Regions from separate parts of the Mus musculus genome. Here region 2 is linked to region 1. Evidence: chromatin contacts called from public promoter capture Hi-C data. All regions are on one chromosome and are shown on one strand. The core of a region is the stretch at or near the end of the contact, and the rest is flanking DNA. Distances in the headings are between cores, read along the strand shown.

Region 1 (7,189 bases), core at 2,609-5,108:
ACCCCCTCCCCTCATTCCCGAGTGACAGGGGGTAAGTAGGTTTCTCTGCCCTGTACTACCCTCCAGGTTGTGTAACTACAGGCTCCAAAAGCGAGAAAGCCATCTGACCACAAACCGAAAGTCTTGAATCTGTGAGCCAATGTAAAATTTCCCCTCACAGTTACTTGTCTCGGGTGTTCCGTGACAGCATCAGAAAGCTAACTCTGATAGCTTTTTTTCTTTCTACTGTGACTAGGTCTTGAGGAGGGAAACCTTTCATACCTTCAACCTAAACACAGATCATTATCAAAATAAGTTCTGCAGAGGCAGGCAGATGTCTGAGTTCGAGGCCAGCCTGGTCTACAAAGTGAGTTCCAGGACAGCCAGGGCTACACAGAGAAACCCTGTCTTGAAAAAAAACCAAAAAAAAAAAAAAAAAAGTTCTGCGATATGGCGTTGACACAATCAGGAAGACCACAGGGCCACTTTCGGATTAGACTCCCTAAGAAGCTTCAGAGAATGTACTTATGTATGTATTTATGTATTTGTTTATAAAGGAGTGAAAGGGAAAATGCTTAGCTTGTTTCTGCCCTATTCTTTGACATCCTAGCTAGCAACATTCTGGAGGAACATCTGACAGACTGATCAGAATTTTCTGGCAACATGGCTAGCCTGAAACTTAGCATATAGACCCTGTGGCCTCAGATTTTCCCAAGACCCAGGATTACAGCCACCGTGCCAGGCTAAAACAGTTTTACATACACGATGATAACTACCAAAATAAAGTCAATGGTTCATAAACATCACATGCTCAACTGTATTAGTAATAAGGAAGTCTCAAAGAAACCAGTCAACGTTTAACAAGCTGATCGGCAAAGATTTTAAAAGTCTAATACACAGGACTGTGTTAGAGGGTGTGAGGTCTACTTTAGAGCATGGAAGCCAGACATGGTGGCACACACCTTTAATCCTAGCACTACGGAGGGGTAAACAGAACTCTGAGTTCAAGGCCAGCCTGGTCTAGTAGCAAGTTCTAAGCCAACTAAAGCTACATAATGAAATGCTGTCTCAAATAAATCAGTAATTTAATTAATTAAAATATCATTTAAACGTATGGGAAACGAAACCAAAAGACATTACTTAGCCTAGTTATTCTGGGAATTTAGCCCACATGTGTACATGAATGTACATGACCAGCACATTCTAAGGTGTATGGATAAGAATGCTCACTACAGAGCTGACGACTGCTCTCCCAGAGGTTGTGAGTTCAAATCCCAGCCACTCCTGTGATTTGGGGGCTGGTGAGATGGCTCAGCGGGTAAGAGCACTGACTGCTCTTCCGAAGGTCCTGCGGTCAATCCCAGCACCACATAGTGACTCCCAACCATTTATAACCAGATCTGATGCCCTCTTCTGGTGCATCTAAAGACAGCTACAGTGTACTTATGTATAATAATAAATAAATCTTTGGGCTGGAGCAAGCAGTGACTGAGAGATTGGGGTTGACTGGGGTTGACCGAGGTTGACCGGAGCGAGCAGAGGTCCTAAATTCAATTCCCAACAACCACATGAAGGCTCACAACCATCTGTACAGCTACAGTGTACTTATATACATAAAGTAAATAAATAAATCTTTTTTTTTTAAAGCATGCTCACTCCAGCAATGGCCATATTAGTTGAATTTTGCAGGGGTGTTGTAAGGAGTAATTTAAATATTCTGCTAGAGGACTAAATGAAGAAATCTGTACAATGAGTAATTACTATGAGGCCATGAAAGCAGGCCTGGCCCACAACGGACACTCCTAAATCCCTCTGCTTCACTTCCCCCTGAGCCCACATCCCCCTGCCAGGTTTCATCAGCCTGTTCCCCACAGCTTGTGGCAACAGGCAAAGAAGAGAAGGGACAGAGCCTAAGCCATCATAGCTAATGATGTACACTAGGCTTACAGAAAATGGCTGGCATACCAAAAAGAAAAAAAACAAATTCCTGTAGCTGGTTCCTAGGAGTGTGATCAAGTCAGCCTCCGTGTACTAACAGTGTTAGAGGACCCCAGAGGATACCTGGAGGGAAACATGCAGTCATCTTCCCTGAATAACCGGTTCTTAATGATCTGGTAGTGGGTTCCTAGCTTCCGCCTGACCACCTCAGCCATCATCTTCCTGGAGATCCCACCTCGGAAAGGAGTCAGGTCCTCTTCTATGACGCTGTGCAAGAACAATGGAAAACATCGAGCCAAAGCAGGCCACGAGGTTGAGGACGCCATCCCATCTATCCCCAAGAGTTTTGTTTAGAGGATACACTAAGCAGGGGGGAGAGCAGGGGATAGGAACGAGCCACTCTTCCACAAGAGCACCATGGATAACTGAGAAATATCAAACTTGGGAGCATAGGCTGCAGTCACCAGGGAGCAAATCACATCCCTTCTCAACTTCAGCACAGAGTGAGTTTCAGTATCATCAGCATCTTTGAGGGATCAAATAAAAAATGAAGAGCTAGGACTGCTATTTAGCTGATGGACTATCAGAGGGGTTACGTGGCTTGCCCTGAGGGGTAGTCGGCCTGCTTTCAATGTACTGAACTAACCCTGCCCAAACGTGCATACCTTAAAGATAAAAACCAAGAGGAAATACTGATTAGATGATAAACATGCTCGTTCCTTTTCATGTGCAGTTGCAGACAACTAGCACCAGAGAGAATAATAACAAGACATGAACTCTGGACCTAAGAAGCTTTCAAGAGAAATAGAAGAAATAGAAAGCACATGTTGCTAAAATACCATAGGGAACAGAGGCAATGTGGAGAACACCGAGCCTCTCCCATCCCAGAGCATTTCCATACATTACGAGAGCCATCTAAGGTCTCAAGACATGCTTAGATCACTAATAACTGCCATCAAGATCTCTCAAGGGACTTAGCGAAGGTCCCTACAAGAATCCAGCTCTCAGAGACACACCAAGGAACTCACCCGTGATAGCAGCTGCAGTTTTGACTTGAACATGGTTCATAATTCTCCAAAGCCCTGTTAATTTGGTCAAGAAATACTTTCCATTTTGAGCCTTCAAAAAGTGAAGGAAATGAGAGTTAACAGAATAAATGCCCTTGGCATTCGTATTTGCCAAGCACCAGGCAGAAGCAACAGAAGACCAACACTTGGAGAAATCCCCTTCCTTTCCCAGTAGTGGAAATGCCAAGAACGATTCTTTGTGTAACTTGTCGGGGCTTGAGTCAAGTCTGTTCCTCTACCTGCGCCATCAGGTATCTAAGAAATTGGAAAAGTCACAAGCTATTAATGTTTGGCCTTCAGTAGGTTATGGAGACACCGGACTTCGACATGGATTCTCACCTAATCAAACTGAACCCCATCGAGACAATCAACGCAAACTCAAATCCTCCCTCATCTGTTTTGTCCTAATAGCTAGCAAGTGCCTCCCACCCTCCTCTGGGGAAGCACGGAACAGCGTTCTGCTGTAAACAGGGAACATCCCTCTCTTCCTACCATCCCCAATTCTGGAGGATGGGGGTTACTCTCTGGGATCCAGGACCAGAAGAAGAGGCCCACCAAACACCTAGGCTCGCCCCCGCCCGCTGTCCAGCTCGCGTTGCAGCCGCACAGCATCCTCCGCGCGCCGGGGGCCACAGCGAGCACCCAGGGACCCGAGCGGACCCCGAGCCGCGGCGGTAAGCTCGGCCCCGCCCGGAGCCCACCTGAGTCCTTCTGGCGGCCCTGCACCGGGCACAGGAGCAGTAACAGCATCCATGCCCTAAGCCGAGAGCCCGCCCGACGCTCCATCACCCGCAGACCACTGCGGATTCCCACCCGCACGCCGGCGGAAGCGCCGCCCAGCAGAAGGATGGCGGCGGACGCCACGGCACGTGGGAGCTGCCCTACACAAAGATGGCTGCCGAGCCCGCCCCTAGGCCTCCGGGAGCCTGGCATGGGAAATAAGGCAGCAGGAAGCCCATTCGGGTGGCACATTTAATAATGGTCAGTTCTGTGACAAACCGAAGGTTGGAGGTAGTTTGTTTTGTGCTTCAGCTATACACAGAGCTTAGGTTAAATCATTCCTTGGCTAGGTCACTCCAGAACACCAAACTACTTATTTATTGATCGTATTGAACGGATGTCCCCAAAAGGTTGCACAGGTCCATTTATAATAGGAATTTCTAGCAATATAACACAAATAGGCCGTGTTAAACAAGCCCTTGTTTTGTACTGAGGTTTGTGATAGGCTGCAAAAGACCATACCAAACCAGATTATCAATAAACAAATTGGATGCCAGGCAGTGGTGGCGCATGCCTTTAATCCCAGCACTTGGGAGGCAGAGGCAGGCGGAAATCTGAGTTCGAGACCAGCCTGGTCTACAGAGTGAGTTCCAGGACAGCCAAGGCTATACAGAGAAACCCTGTCTCAAAAAAACAAACAAACAAAAAGCAAATTGGACGTTTTTTAAAGCTATGTATCATTATCATTAAATTCTTTTATTCTTGGACTGGAGAGATGGCTCAGCGGTTAAGATCACTGACTGCTCTTCCAAAGGTGTTGAGTTCAAATCCCTGCAACCACGTGGTGGCTTACAACCTGGTGCGTCTGAAGACAGCTGTAGTGTACTTAGATATAATAATAAGTAAAACTTTTTAAAACATTCTTTTATCCTTGAGATAGAGTGTTATAGTATAGCTCAGACTGGTCTCCAACCCATAATCCTCTTGCCTCAGCTTCTAAAGTTTGTAGGTACCAGAGCTTGCCAAACACTAACTGAACTTCAGAACTTCGAACGTGCAAACAACAAACCAGGAGCCTCACAGCAACTGATCCAAAAATAGACCAGAAAGGACTGGAGAGATGGCTTAGTATTTTAGAGCACACACTGATCTTGCAGAGGACTTGAGTTGATTTTTTTAAAATTATTATTGGATATTTTCTTTATTTACATTTCAAATGTTTTCCCCTGGGTCTTCCCTCACCTCCGGAAACCCCCTATCCTATTCCCCCTTCCCAGGGCCTCTATGACAGTGCTCCCCAACCTACCCACCCACTCACCCACTCCTGTCCTCTGCCCTGGCATTCCCCTACCCTGGGGCATCGAAAACCCTCAGGCCCAAGGGTCTCTCCTCCCACTGATGCCAACAAGGGACATATTCGGCCAGAACCAATATGTCCCTCCATGTGTACTCTTTGGTTGGTCATCCAGTCCCCAGGAGCTCCAGTGGAGGAAGGGTGTCTGGCCAGTTGACACTATTGCTCCCTCTACAGGGCTGCAAAACCCCTCAGCTCCTTCAGTCCCTTCTCCAACTCCTCCATCAGGGACCTCAAGCTCAGTCCAATGGTTGGCTTCGAGCATCCTCCTCTGTATTTGTCAGGCTCTGTCAGAGCCTCTCAGGAGACAGCCATATCAGGCTTCCATCAGCAAGCACTTCCCCGCATCCACAATATCGTCTAGGTTTGGTGACTGTATATGGGATGGATCCCCAGATGGGGTTGAGTTGAAAGTTTTAATACCAATGTCTCACAGCTCACAACCGCCCTTAACTCCAGTTTCCTAGCCTCTGGGGATCTAGCCTCTGGCCTCAGTGAGCACCTGCCCTCAAGTGTACATACCTACACACAGACACACTGTTTAAAAATAATAAAAATAATTTTTAAAGATATATTTTATGTGAGTACACTGTTGCTGTCTTCAGACACACCAGAAGAGGACATTAGATCCCATTACAGATGATTGTGAGCCACCATGTGGTTGCTGGGAATTGAACTCAGAACCTCTGGAAGATCAGCCAGTGCTCTTAACCACTGAGCCATCTCCCTAGCCCCAAACAAATCTTTTTTTTCCCCCCCTTGGTTTTTTAGGACAGGGTTTCTCTGTGTAGCCCTGGCTGTCCTGGAACTCACTCTGTAGACCAGGCTGACCTTGAACTCAGAAATCTGCCTGCCTCTGCCTCCCAAGTGCTGGGATCAAAGGCATGTGCCACCACTGCCTGACTAAATAAATCTTTTTTAAAAAGAAAAAGCCTGTGAAACCTGGGCCAGTATGATTTTAAAAAGAAGGAAAACTTCTGTTTTAATACCCTAAGGAAAGTAGCAGTTTTTGTTGTTTTTTGATCCTGCATGTAGTATAACCTCCACTTGGTCATGGAGCAAAAAGTGTCCTTGAATGCCAGGCAGCAATGGAGCATACCTTTAATCCCAGCTCTCTAGAGCCAGAGGCAGGTGGATCTCTGAGTTTAAGGCCAGCCTGGTCTACAGAGCAAGTTCCAGGACCGCCAGAGATATACACAGAGAAACCCTGTGTCAAACAAACAAACAAAAAACATCAACCATCCTCCTAGCTAGTTATCTCAGCCAGGCATAATGGCAATTGCCTGTAATCCCAGCAGTCCAGCAGCATATAAAGACACGGAGGAGGAGGAGGAGGAGGTGGAGGAGGAGGAGGAGGAGGAGGAAGGAGGAGGGAGGAGGGGAAGAGGGAGAATGGAGGAGAGGAGGAGGACGGAGAGGAGGGGGAAGAGGAGGGGAAGAAGGAAGGAGAGGAGGAGGGGGGAGGAGGAAGGAGAGGAGGAGGAGGGGGAGGAGGAAGGAGGGGAGGAGGAAGGAGAGGAGCAGGAGGAGGGAGAGGAGGGTAGCTATTTAAATAACTACAAGAGCCGGGTATGATGGCTCTCGTCTGTAATCGCAGCACTCAGGATGCTGAGGCAGGAAGATTGCTGGGAGTTCTAGGCTACAGAGTGAAGCCATATCTCAAAAATAAAACAAACATTTTTAAAAAGTATAGGAACCAGTCCAAATCCTGTGAAGTACCCAAGCTCTGTTGCTATTAACCTGGGGGTGGGGGCGGGGGTGGGGGAGAGAAGTCAAGATGATGTCAGCATGTAGCCTTCCTGCCCAGTGTTCCTTGCTCCCTTTTCCTTTCTTACAATAGCTCTTTCATATCCCTAAATTCCCCCAGGACCTTTCATATCCTCCAGGGGGAGGGAGGGAGAGAGATGATTGTCCCTGCCCATCTTAATTACTTTTCTCTTGCTGTGCTAAAATTCCATGTCCAAGTCAACTTACAGAAGAAACAGTTTGTTGGGGCTTACAGTTTCAGAGGGTGAGTCTATGACCATCGTGGTGGGGAGTATGGTAGCAAGCAGGCAGGCTTGGCACTGGAGCAGTAAGTGAGAGATTACATCTTGAAGCAGGAGCTCAAGACAAAGGGAGAGCTAACCTT
Region 2 (7,189 bases), core at 2,388-4,887, 250 kb after region 1:
CTCCCTCCCCCTCCCTCCCTCCCTCCTTCCCTCCCTCCCTCCCTCCCTCCCTCCCTCCCTCCCTCCCTCCCTCCCTCCCTCTCTCCCTCTCTCTCTGTAATATTAGCTAGATCTCTCTCTGTCTTCTAGTCAACTGGAGAGAGACTGGGAAACTTCTTAGCTCTATTCAACACAGCACTCAGGCTACCTGCTCCTGCTGGTATTTCCTGGTTTCTCTTAGTCATCCCTTTGTGAATTTTCCTCTTATTTCTGCCGAATGAACCCTATCCCCAACTGCCCCTGTCTGGGATTATGGTTTCTTCCTCTCTACCCCTTTCTGTTCTTGGCCAACAGGAATGTTATATCCTACTTTGTGGCTGTGTATATTTAACTTTTCTTCCCTATTGACTTCTGTCAAAGCAACCTAGACTGGTTCTTTTCTTTACCCATGCTTATGTGATGTCATTCTGAACTCACGAAAGGACAGATTGTGTGCATTTTTAAAAGAAAGCCAATTTTGATGAATAATAGTATTTTAAAAAACCAAACTATAAACACTCAGGTTGTCGCAACTTGAAGTCAATGATTATACTCTTGCTTGTTTTTATATCACTAAGAAGATATTTAATTAGGGAAGGATAAAGGTCTTTGTTCCAGATTTTGAGCTCATTCATGGTGTGGTGGACTCTTAAGTTTGGCTGTTAACTTAGGAGCTCTGCAGTCATTTCCTCACTAATAGAGACAAGGAAGCCGAGGACCAGAGAGGGGTAGTGAGTTATTCCAGGTTACCAATGCTTTAAACAGATTTAAAATCCAAGTACAAGTTTCCTGACTCACAAGCCAGCTTTATAGTTTGTCACTAATAGTATCTAGTATCTTTAAATTAAAAAAAATATTATTACATGTATACTGAATATGTGAGGTGTGTGTGTGTGTGTGTGTGTGTGTGTGTGTGTGTGTGTGTGTGTGTGTGTGTGTAAATACAGGCTTGTGTTATTGCCTATCTGTGGAGGTCAGAGGATAGCTTGTGGGGGTCATTTATCTCCTTCCACCATGGTCCTAATTAGGAACTAACCTTAAGTCTTACTAGGCAAGTTTTTAACCTGATGAGCCATCTTGCTGACCCTAATGTTCCTTCTCAAGATAAGACATTGTTTCCATTTGTGTTAAAATTAAGAGGCTTTGCCATTGATCTGACTTGTATCATACAGTTACGGGAACCTCTGTATACAGAGCCACAGGAGAAAGCCTTCCATTACCACCACCTCCAGCCTAGTCTTTCCCTGTCTTCCCTCTAATTTAGGAAACACCATGTATACAAAGTCATTACCTTGCTTCTGGTTAAAATACAAAAACATCCAGGGGACTCCAGATGAGTCTCATGAACCATTAATGGCAATGGCTCGTTGTGAGTTTACTAGATCTCTCTTCACACTGCTCTTCAGAGGGAGAATAAAGGCACCATCTGAAGGAGACAGAGCCCAAATGAAAGTAGGGCTTAAAAGGACAAACCTCCCTAATTCAAACTTAGAGACTCAGAGGCTGGGGCATGGTGACACATGTCTGTAGCTCCATCACTCTGGGGCCAAGAGAGGAGAGCTCTGAGTTTGAGGTCAGTCTGGGCTACATTTTGAGAGACCCTGTTTCAAAACATAAATTAAAATAGGAAAAGAGAGGGAGGGAAGGAGAGATGAAGGAGAGGAGGAAGAGAGGGATGGAAGGAAGGAGAGATAGAAGGATGGAGGGAGGGAGGGAGAGAAGGAGAGAGAGTGCATGGGGCTTAGGTCTTTCTCTCTGAACAGGCGACTCTCAGAGATGTTTTGTCTTGCCTTCCATTTAGCACCCAGTGTTAGGGGCTGGTTTGTGACCCTCACACACCTCTTATTCTCAGGCACCACTTTCCTCATATATGTAAATTTCTTTACCTGACAGTACTGGGAAGGGAATAGGCAGGATGAGATGACTTACAATTAAGGGTCAAGCAGCAGAGAGCAGAAATAGCTGTGTCACTAACAGCAGCTGACTGTGTGTGTCTCTCTCGCCTTAAGTGTTTTCTTACAAAGGAGTATCCCTTGTGAGCCCCACCCTATGGAAGAACTCCCCAGTGACCCAGCCCCTCCGTGGCTTATTTCAATCACTCAACACCCTGGGAGGCTCTTTACTTTTAGAAGTGCTGATTTCAAGAGGTTAAAAGTGTATTTCTTTCTCTCTCTTCTTCTTCTCTTGTACCTTCGTTAAGATTGTTTTCTTATGAAGTTATTCATATCCAGGGTGTTGATATCTCCTGACACACTGAATAAGTTGACAAACAATTGCTCATTAATCAAACCAGTGTTCAAAGCAGAAGAGAGGTGAGGCTCACCTACCAGTCATGCGATTGCATTTTTGAGTTCAGTACCTCTTTTCCTTGCTCAGATTTCTTGCATGAAAGAATATACAAACCACACCTCAAACTCACCCACACTAGAGAAATTTGGATTAAGAAAACAGAAGGGAGGGAGTAGGGGAGAGGGAATGGAAGAGAAGGACAAACAGGGGCCTTCCCCTTCCATGTGGGCTCTGTCCTAGATAGGCATCAGTGGCTCATCAGGCTGTGGGCAGCCTGCAGAGCCATCAAGCCCAGATTGCAGAGGAGGGTCCAGCAGATGCTGGACGGATCCACACTGGTTCGGAATGTACGCAAGAGTGAGAAAAAGAAAATTTGAAGTTTTGTTTACTCCTCTTGCCTAACTTCCCTTGCAATCTAAATGTTTATACAAGTCCCTTTGGGTAGTTAAAAGAAAATACAGGAAAGTTTTTTTTTTTTAAGCCTAGTATAAGAGAAAGCAAACCAGCAAAACACAAGAGCAGTTTTACACTCATTGGGAAGATTTATCAAGAGAAGAGCTACTTCCTCATGGAACTAGAAAAATCACAGCATCTGTATTAGCTATATAAAGAAAATAACGCACAGGCACGAAGTGTATTGCCTTTTTTCCTGCTGTGTTTATCAGTTTTGCTCAGCAAGAAATGGTCTATAAGCATCGCCTTGACTTTTATAAAGACCTTAAAATTAATTTAAAAAAACCATCAATGTCCTTAAAAATGCCTAAAGCTACTGAGAAATGAAAATTTAGGCTTGTAACCATAATTATAAAAGTACAAATATCCAATAATACTGGTGTTACTCGAAACAATTTGTGTAAAAAGATAAGAATAAACATATTTATAACCTGCAGCTCCTGATGGATCAACTCATTAGTGAACAGTAAAGATCGGTCTTGTAAAAGTAGCCTTGATTAGATAAAACTAATTTGTTAACTTACTCTAGCCCACATACTGATTACACAGACCTGTTTGCAGAAAAGACCTGTGAAGAAACTGACCCACAGATCCTTTTAAAGGAAGGCTTGTCAGATCAAATGATTTCTGACAAAAACAGGAACCGTTGTCAGGCAAAGGGACAGATAATTAGCCAAAGAACATTTTCCAGAAGAGTTATAAGATCTCAAAATTACAAAAGAGACAGATTCTAATGTTAGTTACAGTGTATAGCCCCTGTTTGTCCGTACTCGCAGGAGAATAGAGAGCCAGTGGGCTGCTCTGAGAAGTCTCTGTACTCACACCGGCTGCCTGGTCTCCTCTGCCTTCTTCTCCGGTGCTGCACAGACTCACTCTGCAGCAGGCACCAGCCTGAGATGCTTTTCTACCCCACTGTATCCTCTGACGCTCCGGTCCGGGGAAGGGTGGTCTGTGAGTGGGAGGAGGCATCTCACATGGGCCGCGCCTGATGCTGCCTGAACCTGCCTGGCTGAGCAGGAAGCACTGTGGGCAGATCTCTGCTGCTTTGGAATGTACATCTCTGAGTGTGTGTGTGTGTGTGTGTGTGTGTGTGTGTGTGTGTGTGTGTGTGTGTGTGTGTGTGTGTGTTTAGCTGTTGTTCCTTAGCTTGATCGGATCACTAAGACTTTGCTTATTAAAGAAACCAGCTCATGCTCCCTCCTCTACTTGCGCAGGGTCAGGGCCAGGGCGAGTTTCTGTAACCACACCACAGGCTATATTCGAGGGGTCACTAATATTCATTAGGTGAGTATCTCAGCAACTACTAAAGGAGAAGAAAGTTGGAAACACAGATGGAGAAATGCAAATGAAGAGACAGGATCAAGTAATGCTTTTATGTCTAACTAGGTCCTTCCTGTCTCTGTCCCTTCCTTCAGGACCACTGAGCCACGTAAACACAGCGTGAAGAATATTGCTTTTAATGGGAAAATAGCAACACATGGTTAGTTTAGTCTGGTGTTGAGGGGTAGTAAAGGCAGCAATATTAGAAAGGTCTGAGCACTTTAATCAATAGATTGGGAACTCCTCATAGATTAGTGCTATCTCCCCAAAGGCTCTTCTTACTCAGGAGACAGAGTTAGCATGCAGTGCGCTCATTAGCAAGTACCCTGAGATCCGTGACCATAGAAACACGAGCAGGATGTAGGTGGGACAGCCTCGGCTACGCACTGACAGCTTTGAAGAGAATGGCCTGTCTGAGCTCTGCACTGGCTGCCTCTGTGACCTATGTCTTTAGGTGAGGGTACCGTGAGGAACAGATGTCCATAGCTGTCCAGTTCCTGAGCAAGACTGACGATGGGACTCAGTCAATGTTTGAAAGGGGACAGTGTGAGATGCCTATGTCCCTCTCCATGCCTTCTTCCCCCTCAGTGTTCCAGAGTCCGCTTGGATGACCAGGGCAATTCATCCAATAAAATTCTACACAATGGTTAGAAACGAAGCCACATAAAAACAGTTCCAGGAAAATAAGTTTGGCCATTTACTCAACAAATGTTTGTGAAAGTTCACGTTGCCTCAGGACCAATTCTAGAAGCTAAAGACGAAAAGCAGCAAATTACAACGTAACAAAACAGCTCTGCTTACCAAGTATTCTGTCTGAGTCGATACAACTTTATTTTTTTTTTCTAAAAATAGATATGAATTTCAGCTTTAGGAAGAACTTTCAGCAAATGTTAAGAGGAAGCCATTTGGGTGGTAAGGTTTGGGCGACTGCTATAATGTTTGCAGTCCACACGCATTCTTGCAGCACCTAGCTTACGACTTTCCAAACATAGGTCATCAAAAGGAGCTTCCTTGGCAATCTGTGAGCAAGGAAAGGGTAAGGAAGCAAAGACTGGTTTCCATCCATGTGCCAGGCACGTTATACTCTCTTAGGGCTGCGTGGAGAGAGACATAAAAGATTCCAGGGCTGGAGAGATGCCTCAGGAGCACTTGCTGTTCTGCCAGAGGACCTGACTTCAGCTCCCAGGACCCACTTCGCAGGGTCACAGGTGCCGGTAACCCCACCCCCAGGGAAGCTGGTGCTCTCTTGTGGTCTCCGAGGGCACACAGATAATGATATGTGTGTATGTATGCATGCATATGTATGTATGTGTGTGTGTGTGTGTGTGTGTGTGTGTGTGTGAGAGAGAGAGAGAGAGAGAGAGAGAGAGAGAGAGAGAGAGAGAGAGAGAGAGAGAGAGAGAGAAAGAGGGAGGGAGGGGCATGCAGGTGTATAATTTTAAAGAACCTTCACAGGTTTGACAATCTTTTCAGAAGAGACAAAGGGAACAGAAAACCCAGTAGCAGGAGACCAGGAGGAACAGGTTCATTTTCAGATAACTGCAATTGATCAGTTGTGGAATTTGGAATCCTTACTGTGAAAGTATGACAGATTTATTTTTCTAGTAACTAATTGCTAACTGTTTTGTGAAGGTTTTCTTTCCCCTTAACCATATCCTAACTTGACCAAAAAACCTAATCTGTGAATTCTCATTGCAAACAAAACAGAACAGAACAGAACAGAACAAACAACCAAAACCCAACTCATCAACGAAATATGAAGCAAAAGCAAAACCAAAACCAAAACCAAAAAAAAAAAAAAAACAATTAAAAAGTAAAACAAACAAACCTAACAAACCCAAGATTCCCCCCATCCCTCCGTTACAATTTAGGTCAGAAACCCCAGTGGTTGAGGAAGAATGGGAGAAGATAGAGGGTTCCCGTATAACAGTCCTAAGAGTGGAACCAGACCTCTGTGTGACTAGATCAGCAGAGGTCTCCGAGCTTTTTTGTAGTACACCAGGCCAAAAAAATCCAGCAGGTAGGGTCGGTAGAGTACACTCAGAGCCAAATGGCTCTCCGGGCCAGCCATAGGTGCTCTGCCCACACCTGGTGTGCAGCCAGTTTGTGCCCTGTGATTTCATCCCGACTCCATTCTGAAGCCAAATCCATCGTCTGTAGCCCTTATAAGTTATAAGTCTGCCCTCTCTGCCTGACCAAACCCGGCATCCTTAACTTTCCACTCTGTGTTTGAAGTATGCCTGGTCCCACACAGTGTCTAAAAACCCCTGGAAAAATCACTTTCTTTAGTGAGTCTTGAGTTTTGGTGAAAACTTTCTTGAAATGAATAAACTTAACAGGGCTTGAGTTTCAATAGACATTGTTTTTTCTATTTAGCAATTTGAGGCGGGAACTAAGGAGGAAGTGGGGGGCTGTGATGAGGATGTCATGTGAATATATAAGTTAGTGGGGAAAAAAAAACAAACCAAAAGTTAGTAGACATACCTATAGTCCCTTCAGCTCTGAGAGATGATGATAAATTCAGATAAATTTAGTTAACTCAGTTCACGTGCTTAGGTGATAGATAGTAATATCAACACGGCTTCTACCAGCTCCCCTAGACATTTCCCGTAAAAGAGACAGCTCCATGCAAACAGATCTTTACTTTAGAAGGGATTATGGACCATTTAATCCTCATCGATGGCTCTGATATGGAACTTTATGTGGACTAACCAAGTTCTAATTAACTAATCACAGAGCCCAGTTTTCCTTCCAGTGAGTGAAATCCTTCACAATACCTCTGATGTCCAATATTAAGGGGCGTGTTCTGAAACTTGGTTTATTGAGACGCACGACTGAAGATGCTCTATACAACCATATAGCTTGTGTCTAAGAGGTCGTATGGGAAAACATCTTATCTTTTCTGCTTCTGGGAGGAGTATACTTTTTCTTCTACCTTTGGCTGTGAGCCTCGCCTTTAATGGCTGAGTCACACCTCTAGCCTTAGACTTACTCATGTTCTAAGCAACTTGCTTGCCTCGATGGACTAACTGTTACACATTTTCAGCCAAATTTGTTCTTGCCTTCATTCTCATCGCTCTGTACAGCCAAGGGACAAACAGCCTCTATC

The links. Capture Hi-C pulls out chosen DNA fragments and counts their contacts.
Region 2: a promoter capture Hi-C map of adipose tissue shows a contact between it and region 1. The contact joins the promoter of Upk1b here to the promoter of Poglut1 in region 1. A contact is called at or near these places in 3 of 39 promoter capture datasets (liver and neural stem cells), 10 of 484 Hi-C or Micro-C datasets (B cells, the C3H10T1/2 cell line, CD8 T cells and 7 more), 1 of 115 datasets of contacts at active chromatin or transcription factors (microglia) and 3 of 9 other capture datasets (adipose tissue, liver and pancreatic islet).

What each region holds. Positions count from the first base shown.
Region 1 is chr16:38,546,398-38,553,586 of GRCm38.p6, forward strand. It overlaps Poglut1 (protein O-glucosyltransferase 1), which reads right to left and starts at 3,859. Exons shown (of 11, transcript NM_172380.4): 1 at 3,686-3,859; 2 at 2,946-3,036; 3 at 2,041-2,184. The coding sequence starts at 3,770.
Region 2 is chr16:38,796,566-38,803,754 of GRCm38.p6, forward strand. It overlaps Upk1b (uroplakin 1B), which reads right to left and starts at 3,638. Exons shown (of 8, transcript NM_178924.4): 1 at 3,583-3,638.